Linked DNA regions of Gossypium hirsutum: region 2 is linked to region 1. The links are chromatin contacts, called in public Hi-C maps. All regions are on one chromosome and are shown on one strand. Each heading gives the region's core, a stretch centred on a gene start, on an enhancer-like site or on the middle of the called end of the contact. The rest is flanking DNA. Distances are from core to core; before and after follow the strand shown. Region 1 holds the start of LOC107962338 (probable sarcosine oxidase). Region 2 holds the start of LOC107962337 (probable WRKY transcription factor 17).

What was found. A called contact is a pair of places that touch in the nucleus more often than the background predicts.
Region 2: a Hi-C map of leaf shows a contact between it and region 1, with 2.5 times the contacts expected there. The contact joins the promoter of LOC107962337 here to the promoter of LOC107962338 in region 1. A contact is called at or near these places in 16 of 34 Hi-C or Micro-C datasets (anther, callus, fibers and 4 more).

What each region holds. Positions count from the first base shown.
Region 1 is chrA06:45,747,878-45,754,329 of Gossypium_hirsutum_v2.1, reverse strand. LOC107962338 (probable sarcosine oxidase) reads right to left here and starts at 3,210. Exons shown (of 1, transcript XM_016898681.2): 1 at 1,527-3,210. The coding sequence starts at 2,909. The coding sequence ends at 1,677. It overlaps LOC107962339 (a long non-coding RNA gene), which reads left to right and starts at 286. Exons shown (of 2, transcript XR_005928685.1): 1 at 286-690; 2 at 843-1,525.
Region 2 is chrA06:45,943,639-45,950,407 of Gossypium_hirsutum_v2.1, reverse strand. LOC107962337 (probable WRKY transcription factor 17) reads right to left here and starts at 3,990. Exons shown (of 4, transcript XM_041114704.1): 1 at 2,935-3,990; 2 at 2,296-2,421; 3 at 2,058-2,209; 4 at 1,843-2,055. The coding sequence starts at 3,659. The coding sequence ends at 2,030.

The sequences.
Region 1 (6,452 bases), core at 1,961-4,460:
TTAAATTCTATTGAATGATCATTTTCTTTATTTCCCATACATATTAGCTCTTCAGCAACAATATTTCGAGATTTTATTTTTTAAAATTTTTTTCTAGAATTTTCTATTTTAAAATAATTTTAAATTCTTTAATAATTTTAATATAGAATCAAGGTAAAATTAATAAAAAAATATAAAATTTGATGACTAAATTATTATATCAACTAAAAAAAATGTTATTTAACAATTGAGCGGCATAAAAAATAATTTTGAAAACTTTAATAATTAAATTGTATTTTTTTAAGTATAATTTTAAAAACTTTAATGATTAAATTGTATTTTTTTAAGTTAAGTGAAAAAGATAAAAATTTACTCATTATTTAAGCACTAATGATATATTTAAAGCATCAACATGGGCCCGCCACTCCCCTTTTATAATTATTTTTTTTTCCCTTTTCTTCAGCCCTTTCCTCTTCTACTTTCTTCGTTCTTTTCTTTCTCTACTTCTCCTTCACAACCCTACCACCATGAGCCACCGCCGTCCATGGCTTTCTTCGGCTGGTCCCTACCATTAACACAAAACCGAAGCTCTCGTCACACTCTCCTCATTTAAGGCTTAGAATTTTTAAAATGGCCTAAAACCCTTCTGAATCTACCCTTCGGATCACGATCGATTTGCAAATACCGCCGTTCAACCGCCTCGATTTTCCAGTATGTTATTCTCCGCACTGGAGATCCGAACCCAAAAGATTAGTGGCGTTTCTTTTTATTTTTCGATTTCTTTTACTATTTTTTGAATACCGACTTTTCTCTGTTTGGAGGTGCGGTTCGGATGAAGCTCTTCCTTCTTTTCGGTTTTGCAGGCTTCGATTCAGGTCCCTTTCTCTTTTTTCTTTTAGTTGAATTTGTGGTTGGGTTCTCTATTGGTCTCTGTTCGCTTGCTGCTGGGTTTGTGAGTTATGGTTTGGGGAGCTAGGCTTGGTGCTGAAGTATGATGATGGATAGTTAAGGTGTTGCAAGAGGGCTATGGAAATGGTGGAGTTGGGCGAGTTGAGGAGGTTGCTGTTTAGAGATGGTAATGGTTAATTGAGGGAGGGGAGCTAGTGTATAGACGAGGCAAGGTGTTGAATGGTGAAGGCAGTGGGGTGCTTGATTGGTGTTGGTAACGGAGGTTTTGGCTTCTGGGTTAGCTCAGACAAACCAAGAATCTTGCTGTGCTACTGCTGTCTTCTTTTTTTCTGAAAATTTTGCTAACGTCCACTTCTTCTTGTTGCAGGGTGCTTATAACGGAGCACTGGCGTGGGACTTTGGTGAAGCTGGTGTGTGCAGCAGGGTGGTTGATGGGATTTGTCGACAGAGGGTATGGTGGTGGCAGTAATCGGTTGATGAGATGGTGACTATGTGAGGGACCGAAATGCATAATTTGTGAAAGTCAAAGGGCTTTTTATATATACATACCAATGGGTTAAAGCCCAAAACTTTTAAATTTAAATTAATGCAATAAAAATTCTTCTAATCTAAATAATTAGTGTCTATACTTAAATCACTTTTCAAGAGCAAATTTTTCTATCAACATGATAGAAGTTTTATTTATTTTTCTTGATGATTATTCATTCTAGAGCTAAAGAAAAAGAAGCAAAGATTAGTAGGGTGATGCTGATGGCAACTGAAAGAAAAACACATACAGAATCAAGTAATCACAATGTACTTTTTAATAACCCAACTTGATCTTCATATTCCTTAATGTTCCCTCTAGGATTCTCCTCAAATCTTGCTATCCTGAACTGTTTTAGCTCAACTCCCTTTGCCTTTCCTATAAGCGCTAAATCAGCCAATATCCTCCCTATCGCGGGTGACATCTTGAACCCATGACCTGAAAACCCACCTCCGATCACCACATCCTTCCCGAACTCCCCTCCCAAAAAATCGATCACGAAATCCTCATCAGGTGTCATCGAGTACACACACAATTGAGTTATGACTGGTTTGCTCGAATCGACTTTCCCTTTGAATCTTTGCTCAACCCATTGCTTTAATGAGTCGGGCACAAGTCCTGGTCCCCATGGCCTTTTGTCTGGGTTACATTGATAGCCTCCATGTACTGCTACTTTAATCAATCCCGGGTACTCCAGTGACGGTGTTCCATAAATGTATGGATGTCCGTAGCTAGCGAACGTCGGAAAATCATTTCCAATTGTATACTCGACCTCGTGTCCGTCCTTAATCCGCCAATAACATACATTGGTTTCCAATGGTTGGATAGGAAGTTCAATGCCGCACACCGTTTTAACCAAATTTCTCATCCAACCACCCACTGTCACCACACATTTTTTGCCCCAAAAAATTTCACCGTTACTTGCAGCTACCTTCAGTCCTCGGTCACCATCTTTGTTTATGCTAACCACTTTGATGTTGTCCTTAAGGCATGCACCATTCTTGAAAGCCAGCATTTGGAACATTGACACTGCCTTGGTGGGCTTGATGATGCCGCCAAGCTCGCACGACACACCAATCCAGTCCTCCGGTATATTGATCCGTCCCGAAAATCTTTCAGCGACTTCCCGGTGATCGAGGACTTGGTACCGGATGGCGTTCTTTCGACAAGTAGCGATCACAGAAAGGAGACTCTTGGTGTCGGATGGACCCATGTCGAACTGTTGGGCCTTGAAGTAAACCTTGAACCCGATTTCAGATTGAGCCTGCTCCCACAACCGATAGGACTCATCGACCAAGCCGAAGTAGTAGTCTTCAGGGTACGTTGCTCGTATGGTGCGTGACTCGCCGTGAGACGAACCTCGATGGTGGAGAAAGTCAAACTGCTCGAGGAGTAGCGTTTTTTGGCCTCTTTTGGCTAGTTGGTACGCCGTGGAGCTCCCCATGACGCCCGCCCCTACGACGATTACGTCAAATTCAAAGTCCGAATATCCCATATTCGTCGCACTGTTACAGTGACAGAAAGGGGGTTTAGCTATTCCTTTCAACTTGGCTTAGTTATTATTTCGCAGTGTGTGGCATATATAGTAGTACTAGCCAATAGCAGTAGGCATCTAAAATGATATTTTAATGTAAAAAAAGGCCCACATTTGGGAGGTAATTTCATTATTGCCATATGTTGTTTGTTTCTTCCTGATTTGACTAAAGATTAATCTAAATTCCGTAATACATACGAAAGTTGGTAAGCAATATATTTGGAACGTTTCATGTTCTAATTATGCTTCCAGTTCATGTATTTTTTCACATTTTAGATTCAGTCCTTTCTTTTTAATTCTATAAAATTCCTCAATTCCGTTCATTTAATAATTATAGTTTAATTAATAGAATCCTTAAAATATTTATATTAAAGTTGTTGTAAGCATTTTTGTTCGAGTTAAACTTGAATTAAGTTTGATTTGCACAATAAAAAAGATTCAAACTTTTGAATTTTATGATTATTTTTTACCCATGATTATTGTTATTAATAAAAAAAGATCTCGTGTTTTCTTAACAAAACCCAATGTTTTGAAATTAAATTTTCTTTATATTTTCTCAAATTTGTAAAATTGTTTTTGTTTAAAATTAATTATGACATAGAAAATTATGTGACATTTTAAAATTAATATGACGAAAGTAATGAAAAAAAGTCTGAATAATCTTACAACACCGTATTTGCTTATTTAACCACGTAATCATTTAAAAAAGAAAAAACAAATCACATAATTCAATTTTGAGTTAAGTCAATGCACTAAATATAACAGAAATACAACAACAATGAGCATAATTAATGCAATGGCATCAAAATCAAGTGCAAGGAAAAACATTATTCTTTTGCTGCACATTGATGGCCACCACAATTAAGGTTGAAATGAAGTCTTCTTAATGATGAAATAGGACTTTATTGAAAAAAAAAAGGGACTTTATCATTTAAAAAAAGAGTTGATAATGAGAATCTTGTGGAAAGCCAATCCCTTTGTCATATTAGGTAGCTTTATTTGTGCAACACCCTTCATTTTTGTCACCATCCATTTATCCCTTTCTTTTTTTTCTTTTTTTCTTTTTATGGTTAATTGATCTTTTGCTTTCTATGATGGCCCACTATAGTATTATTATTTGATTATAAGCTCAGTGTATTTATGCATGTATGCTGAGAAATTAATAACATGGTGTTTGTTTTAAGCAGGTTCCAAAAATGGAGGGTCTTGGTTTACCTAATGCAATCACAATTGAAATGATTTTGTTTATTCAGTAGGTTCTGCAATATACAGACTGGCATTGTAGCATCAATCTATCATAACGACAAATTGAATGTGGCATGGCTGACTCATCAATGACTAAACATTTGACCCACTAACAATCCTTTATACAACCCTTTTTTGTATGATAACTGGACACGTGTTACAATCCTAATCAAGTTTTCGTATGGGTGGTTCACGGCTGTAAGGAAACATGTATGAAAATCCATTTATATATTTATATAAACATCCATGATTTCATTTCATGGTTTGTTCCTAACTACTTGTTAAGACGTAACCACGATCATACTAGACAAACTTAGCATGCAATGCATTTCGACTGTATCTCTAATACTTAAAATTCCTTGACAACTCACTAAGTTCTTTTCTTAGAGATCCCTTATTACTCCTAAGCTAACTATTTACTTTACCTTTTTCTGCCAAAAGCATTGTTTGGGCGAATAGAACCACGTCAACCTATTCTCTTTAGAGACTTCGCCCAAGGGAGTACTCGCAAACTTTAACTCTTAGTCGAATCTAACATTTAGCCTTCTCAGGACCTATTCTGAAATTCTTGCAATATTCAAACATTAAAGCTTCACCGGGTGGGGTGTCACGGTTTTAAATAAAAGAGATCTTCCACCAGGCACTAGAGTTGGAAAGTTAGATTTCTGTAAGCATTGCATTTATGGAAAGCATACTCAAGTCAACTTTGATTTGGCAGTGCATAGGAAAAAAAGGACCCTTGACTACATTCATTCTGACTTATGGGGTTCGACTCTAGTCGTCTCTAATGAGGTAGCAAATATCTTCTTACTTTTATTGACGACCACTTGAAGCATAAGAATGAAGTCTTCGAGATCTTTAAATGTGGAATTCAATTCTAGAAAAGTAGATTGGGAGGTTCGTAAAACGGTAAAGAACGGATAATGGTCTCGAATTTTGTTCAGGTGAATTTAATGATTACTGCAAATGAAAAGGAATAGAAAGACATATCACAATTGTTACCTTGCAGCAGAATGGTGTTGCTAAAAGGATGAATAGAACTTTATTTGAGAAATCCTGATGTATGTTTTCAAATGCAAGTTTAGAAAATGAGTTTTAGGCTAAAGCAGTTAACCTGACAATTTATTATTGGAAAAATGAGTTTGGAAAACGTGGCGGAAAATAAGTTTAAGGGAAAAACCAAAGTTTTAATTTTTTTTCCAAAAATAAGAACGTGGTTGTGATATCTAAAGTAATAAACTCTTAATAAAAATTGTACCATTTTGATTCATCTATGATGAACGCTTCGATCGAGTAGTCTTCTCTGTTATCCTCAAGCTCATGTTTGCCAAGTGTGGGTTTGCTTTGAATCAAAAAATTTTCCACAAAATTACCAGTAGGGTAATTTTGTAATTTCTCTAAGCTTTACGGTTAATTTGTAAAATGGCCCATGAGTCTCTTTATATAGAGAGAGTTTAGAGAGTTGAAGTATAATTAAATTTAATCACTTTAATATTAGATTAATATAATACTTATCAAGATAAATATTAGATTTATTTTAATATTAAATATATTGAATTAATAGAATACTTATCTACAAGATAAATATTAAATTTAATTTAATATTATGATAATTAGTTTAATATTAAATTAATAAAATACTATTAAAATAAGTATTAAATTAAATTTAATATTAAAACTATTATTTTTGGAATAGTTAATATGAAATCAAATTATCTGGTAAAGTCCTAGTAGGAGTGTGATTCTTCCATTGATCAACTTACAAAGGACTACTTGTCGGCCACTCGAATGTCACCACCCCTACCACTGGTATCGTCGTGTCCAATGGTGCCATCACAAGTGCGATAGCCTGAGCTGGTTTGACTGTTTCCATTTTGGTCCGGCCTAGTGATGGATTGACTAGTCAGGTTTAGCCACTGGTTGGATTGTCGAGCTAGTTTCACATACCAGGCCTAGTTTAACCAGTTTTTGGGCCTTTATTTTGGGTTCTTGGACCCAATTTTCGATCTCATGTCCAATTTTCAGGTTTAATTACCCATTGGACCAGTCATTTGACTTGAAAATTGATTTCCCAAAATATCATATTTATTTTAATTAATTTTATTAATTTAATTTTACTTGATCAAAATTAATTTTTTCAAAAATCATTGAGATTTTCCAAATTAAAATTTCAAGAAAATTTTTTAATCAAATTCTCTAGTCAAACAATTCTCACGACCGCCTAATTTAATTCCAGATTGAATAAATCATCTCAATTAA
Region 2 (6,769 bases), core at 2,741-5,240, 200 kb before region 1:
ACTCAATTTACATATTAGCGACACATTATAAATATCAAAGCCGAAGTTACACATTTTAATCACAGCATCACAATAAATTATAATTATAAACTCCTCTCAAATTGCCGCTTTAATATATCATAATTTCATTATTAAAATCGTTTAGTTTAGGGTAATTAATCCGCTTCAAATAATGTTTTAAGACAACATAAGAACTTACATTTTAATCACAATATAAAAGTACGACATCTTAATTTTAACTATGAAATCTTTTAATTGTAGCTTAGGATATTAATTTTTTTATTCAATTCCAATCGCAGAACATCTTAATTGTAGTTATGACAGCTTAGGACATTAATATTTAATCAATTCCAGCAGCAGGACATCTTAATTTCATAACAATAAGTCATATTCAGACAACATACATAGGGTTTGCATGTCACGGCAGCTCACTTAATAACTAACAATCATCAAGACTTTTCCCTCAATGTTCATCACACTTACCAGCATAAGAGTATAACCAATCAACCATTCAAGAAAGAAATGAATTAAACTCATAATCCAACAACAGCCATTTTAGACAACCATTTCTTCAAATTTCCAACATGTTTTACTAGCTTCTAACCAAAAATCAACAGCAGCTAATTGACAATTTGTTCATAAAATTCAGACAACTTAATTGAAGTCACCAACTAGTTTAATTCAACTTGGAAATTAACTAAATGAGTAAGTGTGTACAATTCAAGGGAAACTTACCACATTATCTTATTTCTTTTTATTAACCGAAATCCTAAGTGCAGCTCCAACAAATTTCAACCAAAGCAAGCACAATAGATCATTATAATAAATAGAAATTTCAAAGTTTGGAGTTAGGGATCTCACCAAAATATTTTTCCCACACTAGTTTATATTTCCCTTTTGCCGTTTGGTCCTTCCACCTTTTTGCTAGCAAGCTTCAGACTTCCACTTGAGCAACTTCATTCCTTCCTTTCCACCCCCATACAGTCGTATCTCCCTTTAGTACTTTCACACTAGTCGTATCTCCCATGGTAGAAAAAAAAAATATTTCCTTTGTTTTTTCTGTCCACCAGCTCCCCCACTTTCCATTATTTTTATTTATTATTTCTTTAAATTTTTAAACCGAATTATGATGAAAACACCTATTTACCGTCCATTATTATTTCTAAAGTGGTATAATTTCCACTTTAGTCCTTGTTTCATCTCTAATTAATAAAATTTCATAATAATCGAACTTTTACCTCTTTTATAATTTAATTCTTGTATCTTAACTAATCCTAAATTCAGCAAAATTACTAATCCAAAGTTCAATTCACTTGTATATAAATTAATAAATATTTAATAAAAAATATTTATGGGTTCGATTTTTAAAAAAAAAATCCTAAAATTGTATTTTTTGTTACACTAATTTGACACTTAATACAAGAATCTCTACCAAACTTTTACCTATTTTTCACTCCCATTCCTATAAATATTGGACATTTTCTTTAACAATTTTTATCTATACAACCACGCATCATCAATAAATCAAATATAATTTTAAAAAAGATAAACTACAATAGAGATTACCTAACTATAATTTAATCACCAATTATAAAAAACTATAAAATAATCACTTTATTATTTAATTATTCTAATGCAAATCAGAGAAAAAAATAAAAGATTGTTTTAACCTTTTTATAAATAAAAAAAATTAATAATTAAATCACCATTTTATGAACTTATAGAGTTTGACTTAAAAAGCATAGTTTCGCAACTACTAGGTAATTACCCTTTTAAAAAATAAAGAACATATATAATCTTCACTATCACAGAATCTCATTCGTTGCATCCACACACAGTGAAGAGAGAGAAAGAACTTTTACTTTAAGCATAATCTCTACGACTTTGTCAGTCTACTTTTTAATTTGGAATTACAATTAGTACAATACCAATATACATCCAATTGCCCCAGCCTACTTCAAAATATTACAAAACACCACTAAACTCTTTTTTTATGTATAAATTAGTTTAGATTGATATTTGCTTATTATCACGTTGACTCGAAGACCAGTCCATTCCTGCGGCAGGAGCCATATTCTCCTGCATTGCGGGTTGAGTGTGTCGGTGCTCCCCTTCGTACGTTACAATCAACATTGACGGATCATCAGGTGCTCGCTCCACGTGTTTCCTCGCGGGGCACCCTCTAACGCTACTGCACTTGTAATATCCTCTGAGAAAATAAGTCAAAACAAATTATCTACCGTTTGATCTAATGATATGAAGTTGCATATTGAAAAAGGAAAAGCAGCAGGATACCGCGGGAATGGGGAGCCCTTGATTGGCTTTTGCCCGTATTTTCTCCATGAATACTCGTCTGGTGGAATATCGGCGATCTTCGAACTTATGGCAGGAACCCTTATTACTTTCTTCACCCTATTTTTCCTGAAAATTATTCAATTAACCAATACACAAACCATAAGCAATAATTTGATTTAAATAATAAAGCGGAGTAGGATTCCCTATCATGCATGCACCACCAGTGCTATGGTCCCCCCCCTTCTTTTTTTTTATTTTATCTTTATTCAACCAAAAAGAAAAGTCAAACTTGAAAAGCATCTCATAAGACAAAATAGTTGTAATACCGAGGTTCAGAAATTTGATTGCCACTCCCAATTAAAATTACAGCTTTTGTCGTTATCACGCGCGCTCTATCATTTAATATGCCTAAACTGTTCAACAATCCCCCAGGCTTTGACCAATAATTCTACATGATATTGATTCCAGCTAAACTCGGCCGGTTTCAAAGCAACTCGACTCGAGTTAACTCATTAAGTTACTTTAAATTATTCGACTTTGAATTTTGCTTACGGTATCCCATAAAAGTCAAAAACCTAAACTGACGGTTAAAATATGCCATGAATTGGAGGATAAAACTAGGAAAACAATATTATATACCTTCGCTTTGAGCAATGGCACTTGCTATTGCCGGAGCCAGATATCTTGCCGGAAACGTTATCGGAGTGGTCATGTTCATGGCATCTCTTCTTGAACGGTGTCGACGATAGCGGTGGCTTTCCCGTCGAAACGGCCAGTGCCGGCGCCAAGAATAGAGATGATCCCTGCTTCCCGTTCGAGACGCTGCCATCTCTGGTGATGGCAGAAGACATAAACGAAGAGTTAGAGGAAACGCTAAGGCTTTCTTTTGTGAACTCCAACTCGGTACTTTTACCGTTGGAGCCAAACAAATTAGGTTTTGTAAAGTCCAGAGTCAAACTCTGCGGCTGCGATTGAACGAAGCTAGAAGGACTGATAACCGAAGTACCGACCAGCGCCGTATTTATGTTCGCCGGCGTTGAGATCGCAGCAGAAGTTAGAGTTAGATTGTTTTGAGAATTCGGAACAGACAGAGAAGCAGAGGATGATGTCGAGGGGGAAGATGAGGAAGAAAGGGGTTGAATCGGCCCGCGTCTGAACCGAGCGTGACCGGTTCTGTTGAGAAGTGAAATGACCTTTTTGAATTTAGAGACGGTGAGATCGGCGAGGTCGGTGCAGTCGACGTTTTTGGACTGGTGAGAAAGGAGACGGATCAGGTGTTCCATGCCCTTCAAGCCTTGCGATGCAACCTCTTGTACCGCCATCTGATCATCCATCTTCGGAAAACTCATCAGATCCACCGCCATTTTGAGGTTAAAGAAACAGAAACGAAGCTTTGCAGGGAAGGTAACTTGAGAGGTCAGCAAGTCATTGAAGCCTGCGAAAAAGGAGGGGATGAAGATGAAAGGCAAAGAGTTAGAGATATGGGAGCAACAAGGGTTGATTATAAAGGTTGAACGATGACCGGGTGACCGGGTAATAGATATGATGGGAATCCGTAGTGGAGTTTTAATCCAACGGCTAAGATTGATTTTAAGAATTTCATGGAGAAAGCATTGATAATTGTTAGATCTAAATTCTGTTCTCAGTCCCTGTACTGATTACACATTTTAAATTTAATCTCTAATTTTACTTTCTAATTTAATAATTAAAGTGCAATCTAAAAACTTTAATTAAACTGGCTTATATAGCATTTTTGTAAAGTAAAATTGATTCTATGGCCAATATAAAGCCTCCCAAAATCTATGGTTCATTATATATATTTAAATTCAAACACAAAACCTTATAATTTTAAATTTAATACGTAATCCAATTTAAAAATAATTTTTTTATAATGATTATCAATTCATTTTGAATTATTAATTTGGAGTAGATTTTTTAGATTAAAAGGAAAGAGACTGAAATTGAAATGTGGAAAGAGAAGAGAGAACAAGACCAAAATTAAACCTAATTGCTTTTGCATCGTATTGTTATTGTTTTTCTTGGAAGTTTTGGACCCAAGGCGAGAAGAAAATGATGTAAGATTTGGTTTTGGTCCAAAGGAGTAAATGAGGGATTTGAAATAACTTATCAACAACGTTGACGATGCCCATATAAAGTAGAAACTCTTACTATTACTAATCAAACCCAACAAGCATAGTTATGTTTAGGTTTCTTTTGTATTGGTTTTATTTCGAAGTTGGTACTTGAGTTTTTCCTCCTTAGGCATGGAGAAGAGGAGTCGTTATGTATCATACTTCATTTTGATTTTGCTTTCTTGAAATGCAAATATTTGTAGGCATGGATTGAGGTCTGATTGAACTCTTAGGGTGATGGGTGAAGTCAATTTTAGTTTTTATATTATCCTTTCACATTGAAACTCAAAAGGAATGGCAAAATTAAATCAATTTTCATATTAGACAAAACAAAACTTGAATGGATGATATCTAGAAACATTAGTGTTAGTTTTTTTTTTTAATTCATAGTGAAAATGTCTTAAGCCAATCAAATCTGTTGATAAAAAGTTGAAATTTTGAGATATTGAATGTTAATTTAAACAAATTTTACATTGAAAAGAATTTCAAAGATAGGCTCAAAGCTGACTAAAAGTCGGGAATCACGTGTAGTCCTTCCCTTTTTATTAATATAAAACAGTTGGCCAACTTTTTTATTTTTATTTTTTCTACAAAACCGGATGGTGCCGGTAATTCTTTTCTTAACCCTTCGATTATTCCACCGCGAATCTAACGGTTGTTTAGCTCATGACAGAGTTGACTACGTATTAATTCCTATTTTAAGAGCCCCGAGGGACTATTAAGGTAGCCACGTGGCATCACTTTTAATGAGTCATGAAATATTAGCCGGTACCCAGTGAAGAAAATGGACCGAGTCCCTCAATACTGTCTTTCACACTGCTTATCTCACTTCATTATTATTTTTTGTGAGGTTAAAAAAATAATAATAATAAAAGTATTCAATGAGATATATATTTGGATTAAAACAGAGAAATACAAATGATTATTAAAAGTAATTATATTAACTAGAATAATATATATTATAATTGTTTGCCAAAAAGAATATAATATTTTTAAACATAATTAAGATTATATTTATATAAAAAAATATATCATTTCTGAAAATTATCATCATCCCGATCTTATATTTCAGCATTGTTTCCTAATTGAAAATCATTGCATTTTGTAGCTATTGCGAATGAATTGCATTCCTATAAAATGCAATTAGATTGACAACATTGAGATCAAATAAAAATGATAAAATAAAGTGTAATTATGATTAAGTTAATAACAGGTGTCCGGCAGTTAAATATTTGTATCTACTATATTTAAAATATTAGAATTTTAGTATTATTTTAATCTCGAATATTTAAATTTAAAAAAAAAAATATTCCATACAAAATTTCATTAGCCATGCAGTTAAAACATTGTTTGGTTTTTTTAAACTGCTTTCATAAGCGATGGTAAATAGATTGATTTTTAAGTTAATCAAATGTAAAAGCACATATTTTGCATTTTTGCATTTGAGAAATGCATGCTTTTGCTTTTTAAAGCCAAATCATAATTTTAACCATTGTTTATAATTTAATGTATTTTATGAATTATTTAAATTGTATATAGAATTAATTTTTTTATTGAAACTATTTCAAATGCATAACATGTTGGGATCTAGTGCAGTCACCAAATGTACTTGTAATTTTTCAAATAAATTACCTTAATAAAATTTTATTATCCTCATTAATATTTTTTGTATAATATCCTCGACAATTTTTATGCATAAAATAAAATAAAAATAAATATTAATTTATTAATTATTTAATATTTAACTAATATTAAGTTACATTATATAATTAAATCATAATACAACAAAATAATAATAATCTAATTAAAAATTAAAAGTCTGTGATTCAGGTTATCAAGCTGAATTGCTTCACCAGTCTTTTTAAATGATAAATGAGATTAAATTTTTAATTTATATTTTATACATTTAAAAAGAAATTGTCAAATCCAATATAGTATTCAGACGATATTTAAAATTGATCATAATTTTAGTATTTCATTGGAAGTTTTAAAATGCTACGCACGTAGTGTTTCCAAATTAATTAAATCGCTCAAAAAGTCGTCCATCATTATAACATTACTCCTAAATCTTCAAATTTCCTCCACCATATTTTATAACAAATACAGAAAACGATAAAAATTAAACATAAGAAAAACATTATTAAAGAAATTACATATTTACTTGATGTCTACGCATTTAAAAAAAAATCCCAGTCAAAATTAGACTTTGAGATTTGTATTCATGATTTGTTTCTATGTCATAATATATAATAACATAATTAATTAAAAATACTTCCACATCGCAAAATCTAATGCTTATTTTCAATTCCCAATCCATTAAAAGGTTGTGCAAGATTGAGCAG